Regions from separate parts of the Mus musculus genome. Here all the other regions are linked to region 3. The links are chromatin contacts, called in public HiChIP or PLAC-seq maps. All regions are on one chromosome and are shown on one strand. Each heading gives the region's core, a stretch centred on a gene start, on an enhancer-like site or on the middle of the called end of the contact. The rest is flanking DNA. Distances are from core to core; before and after follow the strand shown.

Evidence for each region. HiChIP or PLAC-seq counts read pairs in DNA pulled down with a chosen protein or histone mark.
Region 1: an H3K27ac HiChIP or PLAC-seq map of extraembryonic endoderm stem cells shows a contact between it and region 3. The contact joins the promoter of Lrp6 here to the promoter of Etv6 in region 3. A contact is called at or near these places in 14 of 39 promoter capture datasets (the 3T3-L1 cell line, 3T3-L1-derived adipocytes, the C10 cell line and 8 more), 13 of 484 Hi-C or Micro-C datasets (CD4 T cells, adipose-derived mesenchymal stem cells, cardiomyocytes and 8 more), 17 of 115 datasets of contacts at active chromatin or transcription factors (the SCID.adh cell line, astrocytes, bone marrow-derived dendritic cells and 12 more) and 2 of 9 other capture datasets (adipose tissue and liver).
Region 2: an H3K4me3 HiChIP or PLAC-seq map of bone marrow-derived macrophages shows a contact between it and region 3, with 2.9 times the contacts expected there. The contact joins the enhancer-like site here to the promoter of Etv6 in region 3. A contact is called at or near these places in 8 of 39 promoter capture datasets (the 3T3-L1 cell line, the HPC-7 cell line, cranial neural crest and 4 more), 1 of 484 Hi-C or Micro-C datasets (uterus) and 11 of 115 datasets of contacts at active chromatin or transcription factors (the 230-238 cell line, acute myeloid leukemia, astrocytes and 7 more).

Annotation. Positions count from the first base shown.
Region 1 is chr6:134,565,449-134,568,225 of GRCm38.p6, reverse strand. Lrp6 (low density lipoprotein receptor-related protein 6) reads left to right here and starts at 1,313. Exons shown (of 23, transcript NM_008514.4): 1 at 1,313-1,583. The coding sequence starts at 1,529.
Region 2 is chr6:134,593,543-134,596,478 of GRCm38.p6, reverse strand. No RefSeq gene overlaps it. Among named protein-coding and RNA genes, the nearest start is that of Gm38910, 13 kb to the left of the region's middle. Within about 2 kb of position 1,443, at least 42 of the 459 cell types and tissues checked have an H3K27ac peak or open chromatin away from gene starts, as enhancers often do. A contact at or near this core is called in the HPC-7 cell line, acute myeloid leukemia and bone marrow-derived macrophages, where this site is marked.
Region 3 is chr6:134,034,269-134,037,069 of GRCm38.p6, reverse strand. Etv6 (ets variant 6) reads right to left here and starts at 1,370. Exons shown (of 8, transcript NM_007961.4): 1 at 932-1,370. The coding sequence starts at 964. It overlaps Gm46977, which reads left to right and starts at 1,758. Exons shown (of 4, transcript XR_001785383.2): 1 at 1,758-2,028.

The sequences.
Region 1 (2,777 bases), core at 64-2,563, 530 kb before region 3:
GAGCCCTTTGCCCATTCGCCTGCAGAAAGGGTGTGTGATGGCTGGACAGGACACAGCTGATGGTTAACGTTTGGAGCTGGCTGGCCTAGGCTGAAGCTGGCCAGTTGACTGCAGAGGGCATTTGGGCTATTACTTGGAAATGCCCACTGCACATGTAGTGGTAGAGGTTGTTTTGGGGGCTCCTTTTTTTCTCTCAGACCTGTAACCCCTCCCCCTGAAAAGACATGTTTTATTTTCTCTTTGCTGTTAGCTACTAAGGATTTTCTCTCTCAGTTTAGAAAGCTTTAGTCCTTGTCAGCTTAGTTCACAAAAAAAGGTCTGTATTTCTTGGAAGGCAATAAACAAACAAACAAAAAACTATTGTTTTTTTTCTTTAATTTTTTTCTTAGTTTATATTTATTGTATGTAATGATGGATAAGATTCAAGCACATAATTTTCTTTTAACATGTGTGTGCCTCTTCCCCCAACATTAGCTTCACTCTTTTTCCCAGATAGTCATACTTTTATTTTCTTATCATCTATGTGTTAACTCATATATAAAGGCATTTCTACACACACACACACACACACACACACACACCCCTAGATCCACATATGAGGGAAACTTGTCTGAGTAAGGTTTACTTATGTGTATACAATCCCACAATCTTTGTCTTTTCCCCATGTGTGTGACTTTATGTGTATATGTAAAGCAGGCTCCACACTAGGAGAAAAACATACTTTTTTTTTTTTTTAAAGTCCGAGTCTGGTTTATTTTACTTCCTATGATGAGGATTCTCAACCCAGTCCACTAGCGATGTGCTCCGCGTTGGCTTCTGCACACCGTTCCCCTGGCCCGCCGCTTCGGGAAAGCGTAAGCCGCAATGGCACTTTGATTTTCCTACGTCCCGGGGCAGCCCCGGGGTCCGCAGCTCCACCTGGCTCGGCGGCCGGGCGCACAAAGAGCGGCGCGGGCGGCGACGGGCCGGGACGCAGAAAGTAGTCCCGACCACGCCGGCCCCAGTGTCGGCCGACGTCGCCTCACGCCCTCCGCCGCCCGGGGAAAGAATCCCATCGGAATGCGCCTCGGGAAGACCTTATCCCCGCAGCGTGCGGGGGCTCGCGAGGCTCAACCCGCGGGGGCTCTCCGGGGAGTCGGCGCGCGCGGCGGTCGCGGCTCCCGGGGTCCGGCCGCGGCGCGCTGAGGACGGGGGTGGGGGGAGTCGGGCGCGCAGGGAGACGGCGGCGGCCCCGCGGCGGATCCCTGCGCCGCTGCGAGAGGAAGAGGCTGAATGAGGCGCCGCGCGGGGGACGTGGGGCGCCGCGGGAGGAGGCGGCGGCATGGGGGCAGGCGCTGGCGTCGCGCGAGCCCGGGCCGGAGCGGCGCGCTAGAGCCCTGACGTGCGCCCTTTTCTTTCTTCTCGCGGCCGCGGAAAGCATGAGCGTGCAGACCCGCCGCTGCGGCGGCCGCCCCGGCTCCTCGCCCGCGCGTCCCCTGGCCGCCGGGCGCCGGTGAGGGCCGCGAGCGCGCGCGGTGGTGGGGGGAAGATGGGGGCCGTGCTGAGGAGCCTCCTGGCCTGCAGCTTCTGCGTGCTGCTGAGAGGTGAGGCGAAGCGAGGCGAGGCCGGGGGAAAAGTTGCCGGGGTCCCGGGAGGGGGAGGGGAGGTGGCGGGGACAGCGGCGGGGACAGAGGCCTGGCGCTGGGGAGCCGCGCGAGGAAGGGGCCCGCGGTCGGGGGCCGCGCCCGGCCGCCGCGCACACCCCTGGCCGGCCCCGCGGCGCCGCCGGACAAAGCTGCGGGCCTCGGGGGGACCCCTGGCCCCCCGCACTCCATCGGAATGACTGACGGTGCCCGGCTCGCCTGCACTCGGGGCAGAAAGGGGCTTTTGTAGTTGCGCTTTCAGCACCATTGGTGTTGACCTCCCTCTCCCTCGAAGCCTGAGCTCACCTTTCCCGTGTCTCTTAGGTGAACTTTTTTCTTCTTCTTTAAACCCCACTATTTTTTTTTTCCTTCTCCCCTCTCTAGGCCTTGTTACAACTAATAATTGTCTTCCGCGGGGATAGAATGGTCCTGGGTGAGAGCACAGTTGGAAATTGACTCTAGGGTGATAGGTCGCGCTTTTCAGCATTCGGGATCATCTGAGCCCATAATAAAAACACAAACGTTGCCCTCGTAACCCCTGGTATTCAGGACTCGCCCCCTGTTTGCGGAGTGTGCAAGTGTACAGTTGGCACCAAGTAGGGAAGTCATCCTTGTGTGGCGAGGAGCCTATCCTGGGAACTAAATTATCATTTGCTGGGCACCCCTGGGAACTGCTTGGCACTTTAGTAAATAACAGAGAATGCCCTGGGTAATTTGCTATGGGAATCGCTTAAACGTAGTGGCTCTGTGGTGTTTTGAATTTGGACTGTGAGGCTGAGACGTACGTCCTGACTTTTTGTTGTGTGACAGTTTGCAATGGAAACCTTGTCGACTGGTCTTCAGTTGATGAGCGATGGGGGCTGGTGCCATGGAGAGTGTTGCCTGTGCAAGAATTGAGGTGCTGTTTGACGCCGTATCTTGTTGTTCGCTTTTGTTAACTTACCTGTGCCAGTTAATGGGACCTCTCTGGGATTCTTAGTTATTAATTTAACAAGCTCAACGTTTAAGTCCGTCAGAAGTATGGAAGTTTGCAAAGTAGGATAGTAACTAACAATCTTATGATGTAAATGGGACAGCCTATCATCTATGCATGTGTGTATTTGAATAAGACTATTTGCCTTAAAACCCCCCCACCATTTTCTAAAAATAAGCGTA
Region 2 (2,936 bases), core at 194-2,693, 560 kb before region 3:
TCTAATTTTTAAAATTGTGTGTGTGTGTGTGTGTGTGTGTGTGTGCACGTGTACAGGTGGCTGTAGAACTGTGGAGGCCAAAGAAGGACATCAGATTCTCTGGAGCCCCATTAAAGTGCTTTCTTTTATACGTTTGCTTGGTCATGGTCTCTCTTCACAGCAACAGAAAAGTAAGACAAACAGGGGAAGACAAAGAGATGGGAGATGGGTTCATCCAAACTAAGGATATATATATATATATATATATACCTTTTAGAAACATGCCACTTTGTAACCTAATCAAAAAATAGAGTTAAGAAAAATAAAAGGAGTTTGAACATAGGTTCCTTAAGTGGGTAGACCATGTTTCCCCAAGACGACAAGGTTTGATGAAGGATGCCATGTGTGGGCTCTCTTCCTGTGAGTTATTGCACAGGGAAACAGCATACTCCCTTTACTTATGGCTGCTCACCATAACTAGATGGTAGTACCAGACTGCTGAAGGCACTACATACTCCTTTGTGGGTCATAGAGAAAATCAAGCCAGAGCTGACCAGGGAACTTAATTCCTCCTGGTTAGCTAGCTTTCATAGCACCAAGGATGCTGTGCAGACCATGGGGGTGGGGGAGGGTGGGAGAAAAAGCCTCAGTAGTCTCACCTGCATACTACAATACCAGCCTGCCACCAAAGATGTAGCTGTTGGTGGGGCTAACAACTGTTTTCTCATTGGGTTTGCGGCCCATTCCACCGGAGGGAATTCATGCCTAGTACCATAGACCTGGTCCTTAGCCCATGGCTTCGGAGGTCCTAGACTCTGTGGGAGAACCCACAACCAGAGAGCTGAGCACTAAACAGGACACCTGTATCAACCCTACCAGTGCTTAAGCGACACAATGAGAGAAGAGGCAGGAAGAAGGTGGGAAGGAGTGTGGCAAAATGCTGACTTCTGGACACAACTGCTACACTCTTCAGCTCTCAACAGCTGTGGTCACCTACAGGAGACCAAGATAACACAGTTCATCAATATTCCAGTGGGCAGTGCTACCTGGACTCAGTGGGTTCCAGGAAGAGGAGGGGGGGGATGTGTTGAGTTGTGCCTGAGAGAGACTAGGAAGGGGGACTTGGGGGAGATCTTATCAAGATACATAATCAGTCCTTGTCTCCATCCATCCATCCATCTGTCCAATCAATCAAAACAGCTTGGGGAGGTTGCCTAGCTTGCACAGTTCCCTAGTTTCGATCTTCAATACCTCATGGCGGCTCACATCTGTAGTTCCCATACTCAGAAGACGGAGACAAATGAAAAACAAAACCCTTCTGTTTGCAAGTTACTTTGTGCCTGCCCTAGGGTCCACGGGTGAAAAGGTTTTTAGAGGAAGTAACTTGGAAGCAGAGGGCCAAGTCACGAGTGAGCCAGACGTTTGCTGCCTTGCCTCTTCGGTATACTGTCCTCTTGTCTTGGCTCTGTGCCCCAGGAAGCCACCCCTTTACACAGTGCATGGATGACTTCCTTCCTTTCCCCTCCGGCTTCCTGTACACTTTGGCTCACCGGACTTGCCAGGAGGAGAGCGGACAGAGGTCAGAGAACGTGAGCGAGCAGATTATTCTACTGGCTTCTGGTGGGCTGGTCGTCTGCGGCTTGGTGGTCTTCCTCCAGTGGCTACCTGACTCTATTCCTCTTTTGCTTGGGATCTAAGGTTCTGGGAACCCTTTAGTGCTTCAAGTAGACGTGAAGCAATCAGTAAAGCTCCCCTCAACCCCTGTGCCCTTACAGGGAAGTTAACACAGAGCCGAGTCTCTCCTCCCACAGTGTGAGTCCCGGGATCGAACCCAGGTTGTCAGTCTAGGTGGCAAGTACGGAATCTTTAACGGTGGATATCATTCCCACCTCTTTTTTTTTTTTTTTTTTTTTTTGGTTTTTCGGGACAGGGTTTCTCTGTATAGCCCTGGCTGTCCTGGAACTCACTCTGTAGACCAGGCTGGCCTCGAACTCAGAAACCCCAGAAACCTGCCTGCCTCTGCCTCTGCCTCCCAAGTGCTGGGATTAAAGGCGTGCGCCACCACTGCCGGGCTCTGATGCTTTTTATTTTTTATTTTTTTTAAAGATTTATTTATTATTATATTTCAGTACACTGTAGCTGTCTTCAGACACACGAGAAGAGGGTGTCAGATCTCGTTACAGATGGTTATGAGCCACCATGTGGTTGCTGGGATTTGAACTCAGGACCTTCTGAAGAGCAGTCAGTGCTCTTAACTGCTGAGCCATCTCCCCAGCCCTCTGATGCTTTTTAATATTCACAGAGCAGTGCTTAATCCGGTGTTGCTTTATTTTCTGTTATTGTTTTAGACGGGGTCTTCCTATGTAAACATTGGCCACGAACCCACGATCCTCCAGCGTTTGCTGCCCTAGTGCTGAGATTATCGTGTGCTCCACCACACCTAGCCCAATTAGCAGTTTAAAAAACGACAGTCCTGGCAGTTGAACTAAAGACCTCACACGTTGTAGGCAAGCACAAAAACTTAACCTGAGCCCTCTTAAAAAACAAAACAAAAAACATGGGTTTTTGTTTTGTTTGAAGCAGGGGCGCACGTAGCCCAGGCTGGATTAGAAACTGCTATGCAGCTGAGGATGCGTTTGAACTCTTGATGCCTGCCTCCACCTCCCAAGTGCAGGGAGTACTGCTGTAAAACCCATTTTTTTTCTTTCTTGATTTTGTTTCTTTGGTTTTGAGATAGTCTGTGCTGGGACAAGACTCCCCACAAGCCTTAGCCCACCGGGAATGGTGCCTCCCACAGCTAACCAGCTAACGTGGGTCTTCCTACCTCTATTCACCTAATGTAGATCATCTATCCTGGGCATGCTCAGGGGCTTCGTCTCCTAACTGATTCTAGATCCTGTCAAGTTTACAATATTCACCATGATAGATGGCGTCCAGGTCCAGTCTGACTTTGAACC
Region 3 (2,801 bases), core at 121-2,620:
TTCTTTTCCACCCTTCATCACAGGAGTTTTCTACTTTCAGATTGCTCAACTTTCATATGCACTAGCGTAAAACAACTATTCAGCAACTTTATTCACCTTGGTTTAATTTTTTTTTTCATTGTGCAATGCCCAGGAAAAGCTGACACCAAGACTGTCTTAGGACTTGCAATCACAATCAGAAGAGAAGAGAGGGTAAAATTCTTGTGTGATAGAACGGGGGGGGGGGGGGGAGGAGGGGCGTAAAGAGAGAGAGAGAGAGAGAGAGAGAGAGAGAGAGAGAGAGCATCCTAGTGGAGCCCCTAGAACTTTTTCCCTAGAGACCACCCCTTGGGAACAAAAGTTACAATTCAGTCTCACGTTATGCGTAGGAATAAAGAGAAAGGGTTTTTCTTTTTCCTTTCTTATTTTTAAGCGCACTAATTACGGAGGTGCTCTACAGATCTGAAGACAACCCGGGTTCCTCCTACCAATTGAGAGCGGCATTACATTGTCAAAAAGAAAGGGAGTGGGGCTCTCTTTCTCTCTTGTCCTCTTGGGCTATTACCTTCCCCCTACCTTCCCTATTCCCTTCCCTCTCTCTCCACGTGTTCATGGCCTGCCTCTACTTCTCTACTCTCTCCCTCTCTCTGCTTTTTTCTGCCACAACTACCCTCTTGACTCCCCTCCCCTTGCCCTAAATAAACTCTATTCTATACTATTAAAAAAAGGAAAGAAAGAAAGGGAGTGGGGGGGGGAGGCAGGAGCCCAAGAGGATCTCGGCGGAGAGGGGTGCAGCAAGGTTACACTAAAGGGTACAGCGCGGCCGCGAGCTGCATCTCCTTTTCCCTCGCGCCCCAAATAATTCCCCGCCAGCCTAGCAACTGCACCAGCAGCCCCGGGGTAAGGGGGTTCCGATCGCCCAGCGGAGGAAGGAGGGGAATCCGATCGTTACCTTAATGCTAGACTGAGCAGGAGTCTCAGACATGTCTCACAGCGAAAGGGATCAGGAAGTTCTCAGTTTTTTTCCACTTTCCTTTCCTCTCCCCAACCCAGAAACGCTCGGCGGGGCAGCGGGATGCGGTCGTTTAAGAAGTTTCTTGCAGCATCGCTGGCGGCGGCCGCCCGAGGGGGAGGGGGGGCTCTTCTCAACGCGCGGATTGGGCGCGAGGTGCGGGGGCGTAGGAGCCGGCGAGCACGGCGTGGGGTGTGCGGGTCGCGGCGCGGCGACCCGGGCGCAGCAGGCCGGCCTGGCGTGTCTCCTCCCACCCGCGGCCGGCGCGCCCGCCCTCCCGCGGCGCTCGCTCGCTCGCTCTCTCGCTCCCTCGCTCCCTCCCTCCCTCTCTCTTTCTCGAATGTTTTCCTTCCTGGAAGAGAGAAACTGAAAGGCAGAACTGAGAAAGCTCTCTGCTCATTGATCTTGAGAGTTTCAGGGCAGAAACTGACGTGAATTCCCAGCACCCGGCTCTGCCTCTTAAAGGAGCCACCAGGAAATAAAAGCTCGGGTTACCGCGGGCCGCGGAGAAATCAAAAGGCGTGCGGGGGAGGGGCGCGGGATGCCCACTGGGCCGCCCCGAGGCGGAGGACGCCTTTGGGGAACCTTGCAGCGTGGCCCAAGGACCAGCAAGCCTGGTTCATCTCTCTCCCGACTCCCCTGGCTGCGCCTCAGGAGGACCTGGGCCACGCACAGTAGGGGCTTTTCTGTGCACTCCCAGAGGCGCAAATGCAGCCTGGGGACCGCAGTCTAGGAAGGGGCTTTCCGGGAAGGACGCGGCGCCGCAGGAGGAAGCGAGACAATGGCCTTTGTTCTGCGCGGCGACCGCGGCCGCTTTAAGAGAATCCACCAGGAAATGGGAGCTCGGGTTACAGGCTGCGCACGGGGAAGTGCAGGGCGCGACGCTGGAGACAAAGCCGCGCGGTCGCGCTCCGGCGCAGGGACGCGGCGAGCGGGGGTGCTCCCCGCGACGGGGGCGCCCCACGGCCTGACCTCCCGCCTTCCCCGATTCGAAATCCCCCGGCCATTTAAAGCCACAGCGGCCGCTACCAACCGACGTAGGTGACTGGACTACAAAGTTGACAGGGCGCGTTCCAGCAGATCTTAGCCCTCCCCTGGGCCGCTCCTCGGGCTCGGTCATTGGCGGAGGGGACAGCCCGGGGTCCTGCAGAGGAGGGGCTGCCAGAATCCTGGGGCTGAGGCGCTAGCCTTGAGCACCAGCGTTCCGATCACTCTATTTTTATTGCTATTTATAATCTCTTAAAATGCCCACCGCAGAAGATGGTGTTTAAATTCTAACCCTCTAGTCTATACAGGTTTAATATGTGGATATATAACGAAGAGCTTGATGCACTTCCATTTTGTGCTTTGACGGTAAAATAAACACAAATGTATGCGTGTATGAATGCATTATACTCATCTTCCCTGCTGAGGGTTTCCCAGACTCACCTCTGTATTCCCACCTCTGTAGTTTCTTGGGAAGGAGGCGTGGGGGTGGGAGGAAGCAGTATTGTTTTGAAGTAAAATCTCTCAATGTAACCCTGACTGTCCTGGAACTCTTTCAGGCTGGCCTGGAACTAGTTCTGCCTCTGATCTTTCTTATGTATTTATTTATTTCCTGCACACTTTTCAGCGTCGTAAAAACGTGCTCAGACTTTCATAAACAGAACTTCTGTTCATACATACTCATATTAGGACACTCTAAATGAAATTTTCCAAGAGTCAGGCTGGGAACGCACCCCGTTGCTGATAACAGTAATGTTCTTGGAGGGAACCTCCAAGGTACCACAACCCGTTTTGTCATCTAGTAGCCATATTCACCAAAAGAACT